2 separate regions of the Mus musculus genome follow, and region 1 is linked to region 2. A link is a contact called in public promoter capture Hi-C data. All regions are on one chromosome and are shown on one strand. The core of a region is the stretch at or near the end of the contact, and the rest is flanking DNA. Distances in the headings are between cores, read along the strand shown. Region 1 holds the start of Scx (scleraxis). Region 2 holds the start of Gpaa1 (GPI anchor attachment protein 1).

Region 1 (4,631 bases), core at 1,875-4,374, 130 kb before region 2:
CAGCTGCATCTCCAGGTTCTGGCTTCCTGGGCTGCAGGAGCTTTGCAGTGTGTGACTGAGTGCCCTTTCTCCCTCCCTCCGAGCAGCTGTGAGCTCCTGCAGGATTAAGGGGAGGAAATTTGGGGTTGGATTTCTTTCTGAACGAAACCTGCCGCTGTGACTCTTTATCCCGTTATATTTCTATCAGATTGGACACAGCCCCCTGCCCCTGCCTTAATGGCCTGGCTTTGAGAATTTCCTCCAAAATTACACCTTTGTTTCCTGCATCAGCATTCCCTGGAGCCCGTCAGTGCAGAGGAGGGGCCCTGTTGTCCCTCCCTATGAGGATGCCCACGTAGGCCTCAACACCTGGTCTACCCCCCAGCCAGGGACCAGGAGGCCTGCCAGTGCCAGCACCTGGTGCCCTCTGCCATCCTCCACCCACTACCTAGCCAGAAGTCAGGCCTGGCCTTTCTTCTCTGTTGTACCACTCAACTAATTGTCACCTGCAGGGTTTTAATGATCGGCCAGCTGTGCACAGAGCCTGCTGAGAGGCCAGTGGGGTCTTTGGGAGAGCTGGGTAGGACAGAGTGTTGGATGGCTAGGAATCCTTCCAGTGTGCAGCTGGAGGCAGAGATCAGAAGCTCTGGCAGCCCGTGGACCCAGAGCCTCTCTGGGCCTGCGTGGGTACCAGTGGGGACATGTAGGTAGCTGCTATTCGGATGGTATCCTCGGGCCCATCTAGGCCTGCTAGCCTGCTTGGCTGACAGCAGTGCTTATTCCCTGTACCCATTTTTAATGGAACACTGCTGGTGAAACCAAACATCCCCGTGCCTAGGTCCCCATCTGATCCCCTCATCGGAGGAGGCAGGGCTGCTGTGTTGCTTGCTGCTATTTACCATGAGCCAAGTGGGCTTGCCCTCTCCTCTCTCCTTCTATCTCAGTCACCACACAGCGCCTCTCCCCCTTCCCTGCTCCCTACACACACACACACACACACATATACCCCTGGTACAAACTCCTGATAGGTGATCTAACCCTGTCCTCACTCTGGGAAGATGGGGTGAGAGAGCTAGGGTCATAGTGAGTTCACATCCTTTCAAGAGGGTAGTCTGCCTCAATTTGGAAGATACTGTTTCATTTTTAATTATACAAAATTTCCAGACTTTATATTATCATATTAAAGACACAAGATGCCAACACTTGGCCCAGGTAGAGAGCCAGCATGGAAAGTCCCAGTGGGCCTGGGTCAGTGTTCGGCTGCTTAGAGTCAAGCCATCACCCGCCTGTCCATCTCTCTGTTCATAGGCCCTGCTCATAGCTGGGGCAGGTCTGGCCTGGTGAGCGTGCTCTTGGGGACCTGCGCTCAGATCAGGTCCAAAGTGGGGCTCTCCGTGACTCTTCAGTGGCATCCACCTTCACTAGTGGCATCACCTCTTGGCTGCTGTGGACCCTCCTCCTTCTAACTTCGAATCGCCGTCTTTCTGTCACGGTCTTTGCTCTGCAGAGGGGATGGGGGTGTGTCAGGGTCTGAGTGGAGACTTAGTGTCACCCAGCACTGCCCGAACCTTCCTGGCTTCCTGTTGGGGGCACTGCCTGTGCTAGGGCACCCCATCCCGGGCTCCTGCCACCCCCACAGTGCATTTTGGGGAGGGGAGTATACTGCTGCAGAGCCGAAACTGTAAAATTAAATTTCCCAGATGTTCAGGCCCCAGGAGCTTGCGCGTGCTGTCTGGAGAGGAAATGGGGATTGGGGAAAGCCGTTGTATTTTTTCCCTGCTCACCCTGCTTTTCCGGTGCCACCAAGTGCGGCCAGAGCAGTAAATCATGGCTGGCCAGCATCTCTCAGTTCAGCCTTCTCCCCTAGCCCCTCTACTGCAGGTCTCAGTAGACCAGGGGAGAGGCAGCAGGTGCCCATAAGCCTTGGGGTGGAGGTGGGCTGCGGGGGCGGAGGGGTAGTGGCACATCAGCCTAGTGGGGGCATCCCTTTGACTGCCTCACTGTTTCACATTGTTCCCCTCTGGATGGAAGCGTATAGATATACTTCTTACTTCTTGAATTCACCTCCTTTCACTTCTCAACTTGATGGGAAACGAGCCTGAAAGTAAGGCCCCTCTGCCCTGCCAGGTTCCTGCTGCCTGCCCTCCCTCCCGGAACTTCTGGGTGGCCCATCTCAGCATTACTTCTTGATCCTGTATTTGCAGGTCCCTATGACCACTACCAATGGGAGTCTGTGTCCCAAGGTATGGCTCCTCTGTGCCCTTCCCTCCTTTGGGCACAGCTTTGTTGGCAGGTGTAGATGCTAGGGAATGCTGCCCCTGCCCTGCACCTCTCTGCCTGGCAGGTGTGGGCTGGTGAGTACATCGGGGCCCCTCGGTGCTCCCAGCCCTGCTCACCAACTTTCTCTGGTTGCTGAGGCAGAAGGTGCAGATCTGTTTGGGCTGGGTGTTCTCGCCGCCGTCTCTGGCCAGTGGTGGTGGCGGCGGCGGCGGTGGCAGTGGGCTGCCCGCACGACCGCTGTGGAAGAAAGCGGGTCCCGAGTGGCATGGTTGCCCGTCGCCACAGGCCTCACCCACCAGCAGCACATTGCCCAGGTGAGAAATGTAGCTGGAGGCCAGGCGCAGCGTCTCAATCTTGGAGAGCTTGCGGTCCGCTGGCTCGGTGGGGATGAGTGTGCGCAGCGCAGTGAAGGCCGTGTTCACGCTGTTGGTGCGGTCCCGCTCGCGCGCATTCGCTGTGTGCCGCTGCCGGGGCTCGCGGCCTGGCCGCCCCCCGGGTCCTGGCCCGCTACCCGCGGCCCTCCGTCCTCCTGCCCGCCGCCGGGCGCCCTGGAGGCCACAGCGCGCAGCATGCACACGGCAGGGTTTCTCGTCGGAGCCCGAGCTCTCGCTTCCGCGGTCCTCATCCTCCGACAGCGGGCTCACCTCAGGGTACAGGTAGCGACCCGGCGGCGGCGCTGAACGCAGCATGGCGAAGGACATGGGCCGGGCAGGGGGCGCGGCGTCAGCTCCACCGTGCGCTGCTCATGCCGCCTCTTTAGGTCCCCACAGGCCGCCGGGCCAGGGGTCTCCGCTGCGCCCCGCGGTGGCGGCTGCCGGGTGAGGCGGGCACATGTGTTCGGACTGGAGTGGGGCCGCCAGCCGAGCAGTGCCTTTATAGCAGTCAGCTCCTCCCCCGCGCCTGGCCTCCGCCTCCCTTTCTGGCCTGGAGGAGTTTACTCAGAGCTCGTGCGTGCACCTTTTCCCTTTTAATAGCCGTGCCTAGAGGGCCCCCGAGCATCTTTCTGGTTGGAGCGTTTCTGGGGTGCTACTAGTGCCCCAAGACAATGGTGCCCATCCCACCCATTCTACAGGGCAGAAGAGAATAAATCAAGAATCAAGAGGCTTTCTCTCCTGGCATGCCTAAGTTCACCCAGCTGCCCTGGCCCTGAGTGCCTGGCCACACCCTGTCTGACTCTCCTTCCATGTGCACTTGGGTCTTTTGTGCCAGGCCGTGTGTGTGTGTGTGTGTGTGTGTGTGTGTGTGTGTGTGTGTGTGTGTATGTGAGAGAGAGAGAGAGAGAGAGAGAGTGTGTGTGTGTGTGCACTCATGGGGGTGACTCCAGCAGTAGCAGTCTAGAAATGGGTGTGTGTGGTTGGCATGACTTGACTCCATGGCCTGTGCCTTGTGCCAGATCTTACCCCTTTGACCCATCCTGCTTGGGGGCCCCACCCCCATCCTTGCTGTATGCTTCATGGGGCTTCTCAAAGCCAGTGCACACGTGGATAAGAGCTAAGATCGGCACCTCTCCATCCCTCCAGTTCGGAAGTGGCCCTCAAGGTGGAGAGCGTACAGCAAGAGCATGGGGCATTTCTGGGCTGGTGTGGACAGGTGCAGTGGGACGAGGCCCAAGGGGTCTTGCTGAGGGGCTGCTGGCACTCATCTGTGCTAGTTATGTCTGGGCCCCTCCTCCCTGTGGCTACTGTTGCAGGAAGTGGCCGCCTGGGCAGCAGTCCCCAGGCTGGGAGGAGTGAGGGTGGTGGTGGCTGGCAGGGGCTGAAACCAGGAATGTGTGTCCAGGAATGTGGCTGCTCTGCCCACTGAAATGGGAGGGGGAGGATCAGTGGTGCTGGAAGGGGGTCCTTGACCACCTGCCGAGCAGAACAGGTTTGTCTCCCTGAGGTTGGGGTGGGGTCTTCCCATGGTTCCTGCCTTGTAAACTACCCACTTGTACCTAAGGCTTTTGCCAGGGGAGGGAGCCCATAGGCGATGAGGTCATCCCTGTCTGTGGCTGCCCAGAGCCTTGGCCAAGGAATCCAGTGAGGGGGGAGGCTAGGGTTGGCATCACTTCAGTGGAAAATGTGAAGGTAAAGCTCAGGCGCCTCCGAGGGCTTGGGGGAGGGGCATAGCACCCCTGCCGCGCCACGTCAGACATCGGGGCCAAGGCTAGGGCGGATTTTGGGTCACTTGGCTTCTGGGCACTTGAGGCTGATCTTGAGTGGCTCTTCTGCCCTTGGGTGGTTTGAAGAGGATCAAGCATGGCAGGGACAGGTGCTGACGTGGTGACTATGCTACAGGACATTCGGAACACTGTGGGCAATGTGCCCCTGGCATGGTACGATGAATTCCCACATGTGGGTTATGACCTGGATGGCAAACGTATCTACAAGCCC
Region 2 (4,491 bases), core at 1,864-4,363:
AGGAAGCCCAGGGAGAAATTGAGGAGAGCAATGCAACCCAGCTGCAGTGCCAGGTAGATGAGGGCCACTAGTTTCAGTGCCATCCAGCCCCTGTCTGGGACCTGTGAGTTGACCACTCTACAAGGAAAGAAACTCAAGGGTAGTTGGGAATCCGTTTGAGTATTCAGGGACCCAGCTCCAGCTGTCCGGCCCAGCTGCTCACCGGTGGGTGTTGTGTGGAAGGGCCAGGCCGGCTACATAAATCGCGAGCAGCGTCAACACAACAGCCTCGGCTTCGGCCACTGGGAAATGCTGAGTAGCTAAATGTTGGCCCAGCACAGGCAGGAAATAGAGGGCCAGACCCATGGCCTGAGAGATCAGCAGGGGTGCCGTAAGTGAGGCCAGGCCCACACCCTGCAGGACACATGGGTACTTGGAGTTAGGCCAGAGGAATAGGAGAACCCCCAAGGACGCATACCAAAGCACTGCTGGGTATGTTAAAACCCCCATCCTAAGAGCAGTAGAGTATAGCATCACCTGTGTTGGCAAGAGTGGAGTCCCGGGACTAGGGGCCTTCCCAGCCTCCTCCGGGTTGACTCCAGCCTGGTGTAACTGCATCCACAGCTCCAGAGCATAGAGCAAGTCAAGGACCCAGACAAGCCATTGGATGTGATTTGCTAGGTGGGAGATCTTAGGCTCACTTCCCTATCCCTACCATATGTAGGATGAAGGACTATCCCCCCTTTATAGTTAAAGGGATCTGAGTGAGTTTGGCCACAAGTGAGTAGCGAGCACGAGGGTGGAGGATATCTTGAGTCCAAGGACTAGGAGCAGGAAGCCCGTGGCGGGCATGTAGAGTCCGATGGAGACAAAGCGGGAGAGGGCCGGCAGCAGGTAGAAGAAGAATGACTGGTGCAGGCGCTCCAGGAGGTGGTTGAGCTTGCGGAACATGCCCTCCAGAGCCCTGCCAGGAGCACAGTCAGGTCAGGGCCAGCCACCCTCTCACCCCAGCTAGACATGACCTTGAACACGGAAAGGGGTCCAGAGAACTTACTTGCCCACTGTCGCCAAATCATACTTGTATTGGCGGAAGCTATTGATGCCGCGTAGGGTTAGTGCCTCCACTCCGTAGCGCAGAAAAAGGCCGTGGGGGCCGTGGGGCCGGCCAGAGGCCTGCCGCAGCACCATGAGTAGCAGTGTCTGCAAACCCTGCAACGGCCCTTCGAGTGACGTCCAGTCCTGGGGCTGCAGCTTTGGAGGCATGGGGACAGGATCAGACAGACTCACCCCTTCTCACGAGCCCCAGGCTCCCAAGCGGGTGGTCCCACCTTGCCCTGGAGTGTACACAACAGCCCCCCTTTCTGGCAGAAGGTCTGGAAGAGGTTGAGCAGATCAAGGTTGGGCAGCTGACCGTTGAGTCCCTCCACTGTCACATCGAGGCTGGTGACCACGTCGCTGCTCAGCTCCAGAGCTACAGCAGCCTGGATGGCTCCAGCCCTGCCCTGCAGGGGAGATGACTGTATGCCTGTAGGAGCAAGCAGTGAGCACTAGAGGGGGCACAAGGGACCGCGGTTTACTTTGAAAGAGATGGGGAGCAAGACTAGGGCTACACCTACCTGTAACATTAATGTCATGGTAGGCTTCGAGCCAAGCCTCGGTGCCCAGAAGATCATGGTCTGTTACCAGGAAAATGATATCTTTGGCCCAGTAAATCTGCCCTGGAAGCCAAAGGCAGGGTCAGCAAAGGGCCTGGGGCATTGGTCAAATCCTCCCGGACCAGAGCCCCAGAGCCTCACCTCGGAAATGGGCAGCAAGTGCCAACAACAACCCCACAGCCTGGCTATTGGTGGCATCTGGACCACAGGGTACAGTAAGCACCAGGGACTCGGTACTGGCAGAACGTGGGGCCCGCAGGATGCCATACACGTTGGTACCTGACACCATCTGCACAAAGAGTTGATGGGAAAGCCTCAGCAGACCCTCCAGCGGACAGCCTGAAGCCTGTCTTTTTTCCTGGCACTTCAATGCCCACCACTAAAGTTCTTCAGACCATCCCTCCCAGAGTTTCTTGGTTTCAGGGCACTTCAACAAGACACCCAACCCAGGCCACCCTTCCAATGTGCTTTTCTCCCAGGCACACCCCTTTCCCTCAATACATAGCGCTCGTGGGTCTCATCCGGGAAGGGTAGTTTGCGGGAGAAGCTCTGGGTGTAGACCTCCAGCCCTACGGATCGCATGGACCGTTCCAGCCAGGCTACTGGCAGAGCCCTGGAGACACAAAAGATAGCCTCTAAGTAGAGCTCCCTGGTCTCGGCCGCCCCTGAAATCCCCAGCCCGCTGCTAGGCACTCACCCCGGCTTCTTGCGGTGGGCAGCGAAGTCCCGGGCAAAGCTCCGAGCGCGGTCTCCACCTACAAACTGTTCCTCCACCATGGTGGAGCCCATGGCATTCTCAGACATGTAAGTGCGCTGGGTTAACGGCGGAAAAGCCAGCGCCAGAAACCAGGCGATCCCGGCCACGTAGCTCAGCACACTGCGAGAGAGTACAGAGTGGGCTCGGAATTAGCCCGACCTGGAACGCTAGCTCGTGGCTTCCACCATGACCCAGAGGGTCCAGCGGGATGGTCCAAGCCATTAAGAACCCGGAGCCAAAGCCGGGCAGTGGCAGCACACGCTGTTAATCCCAGCATTCAGGGGGCAGAGGCAGGTACAGGCGGATCTGAGTTCGAGGCTAGTCTGGTCTACAGAATAAGTTCCAGGACAACCAGGGCTGCACAGAGAAATCCTGCCTCCGGAAAGGAAAAAAGATCTAAGACCCTAGATCAGCGATGGATAGGGACCAGAGCTCTAAGCTCAGTGTCTGAGTGACACTTGCAAAGAGGTCGCAGACCCTGGAGCAGTAGGCGCGTGTGGAGCCACAGCAGCTCAAGTTCCCGCCAGTCCCGCCCCCTGTGCCCGCCCTCACCAGAGAGGTGTGTTAAGGCGCAAGACGATGCGGGCGAGCGCGCGCCGGCGCACCGGGTCCGACAGGAGACCCATGGCGGGGCGCGGGGCTCTGCTCTCGCGGCAGCTTGACACCTCCAAGAGCAGGGTTCCTGTCGGACCCGGCGCCCGGTGCTGCCTTAATTTCCGGTCCCAGGATCCATCGCGCCACTACTCTTGGTAGCGGCAGACGGAGTTGGGAAACCAGATTGTGCGCATGCTCACAACTGAGGTCGCCAGCTCTGCGCGTGCTCAAAACTGAGGTAGGCTGGAGAAGTACGGGATGCAGTCATGGCCAGTGGGCGGAACTGGAACCTGGGGCTGTGAAGCTGCGGGCGAGCAGCTGGAAGGCGGGACGCTGGCGGATCTCACGACAGAGCAGCGACAGTGTGCCTGCCTAAAGGTTCTCGGGAGTGTAACGCAGGTGGGTAGAGAGCTAGAACGACGAGAAAAGACTGATGCCTGCTGAAGTGAGATACTGAATGACAGTGTTGTAGCTATGACTTGAGGGACCCGTGTGAACTGAGGATTCGACGCTAAATCATTTCTGTGGATGTCATGAACCTTAAGACAGTGGGCTCACTGGCACAGTGGGCGAGTTGGTGGCCAGAGGAGATGGGTGGTGGTGGCGATGAAGGTAGTTTCTCTAAAAGGTTGCAGGGGTAAGGGCCTAAGGATAGATGGCCAAGAAGCAACAAAAGGTGGCTATCCTCCTAGAGCCCAAAGTAAGCGGGAGGAAAGGCCCAAGGAAAGAAGACATTAGTCCAGTGGTTCTTAACATTCTGACCTTTAATACCGTTCCTCATGTTGTGATGATCCTCAAACATAAAATTATTTGGCTGATTCTGAATAGCTAATTTTGCCGTTACGTCATAATGTCATCTCTTAATGATGGACACCCATAGCCAGCTGAGTGCAACCTCGGCCTTGTGCTCCTGTCCCTGATGGGCTGTGTAAGCATGGCACACTCCTTAGCTGGAGGACTTGAGTGACCAACATAGGCGAAGGGGGAAACTCCAATTTGTAAGCTGATTCCAACTTGAGTTTGTTGGTCCCCGGTTTGAACTGTGGTTAATAGAAATACCACCGACAAGTCCAAGAAGAAACTGCCCTGGGCCAGAGCCAATCAGGGAAATAGAGGGAAAGTGCCTACCATTGCAACGGTTACAGATAAATTGCTCATCACTGACCAAACCCTGTGCATCGAGATACCTCTTTGTGCCGGGCGGTGGTGGCACACGCCTTTAATCCCAGCACTCAGGAGGCAGAGGCAGGCCTGGTCTACAGAGTGAGTTCCAGGACAGCCAGGGCTACACAGAGAAACCCTGTCTCAAAAAAACAGGAAAAAAAAAAAGATAACTTTGCGAAATAAGGCAACTGACAGGCAGGAGACCCCTGCTCCCTGATCAAACTAGTATAAAAACCCTGCCTAATTGAGGCTCAGGGCTCTCAGCACAAATCTGGTGTGTTGGAGGAGTCTGAGGTCCAAGCTTAAGGGTGAAGAAAGTCTGAATTCGCATGCAGATTCATA

What was found. Capture Hi-C pulls out chosen DNA fragments and counts their contacts.
Region 1: a promoter capture Hi-C map of pancreatic islet shows a contact between it and region 2. The contact joins the promoter of Scx here to the promoter of Gpaa1 in region 2. A contact is called at or near these places in 1 of 484 Hi-C or Micro-C datasets (nephron progenitors), 1 of 115 datasets of contacts at active chromatin or transcription factors (pancreatic cancer cells) and 2 of 9 other capture datasets (adipose tissue and pancreatic islet).

What each region holds. Positions count from the first base shown.
Region 1 is chr15:76,455,931-76,460,561 of GRCm38.p6, reverse strand. It overlaps Scx (scleraxis), which reads right to left and starts at 3,124. Exons shown (of 2, transcript NM_198885.3): 1 at 2,376-3,124; 2 at 1,094-1,480. The coding sequence starts at 2,960. The coding sequence ends at 1,442. Bop1 (block of proliferation 1) reads left to right here. Exons shown (of 16, transcript NM_013481.2): 4 at 4,536-4,631.
Region 2 is chr15:76,329,916-76,334,406 of GRCm38.p6, reverse strand. Gpaa1 (GPI anchor attachment protein 1) reads right to left here and starts at 3,113. Exons shown (of 12, transcript NM_010331.2): 1 at 2,944-3,113; 2 at 2,332-2,511; 3 at 2,136-2,247; 4 at 1,776-1,923; 5 at 1,596-1,697; 6 at 1,308-1,504; 7 at 1,034-1,230; 8 at 790-943; 9 at 517-612; 10 at 203-393; 11 at 1-117. The coding sequence starts at 3,017. It overlaps Exosc4 (exosome component 4), which reads right to left. Exons shown (of 3, transcript NM_175399.4): 3 at 3,737-4,491. It also overlaps a transcript of Oplah not described here.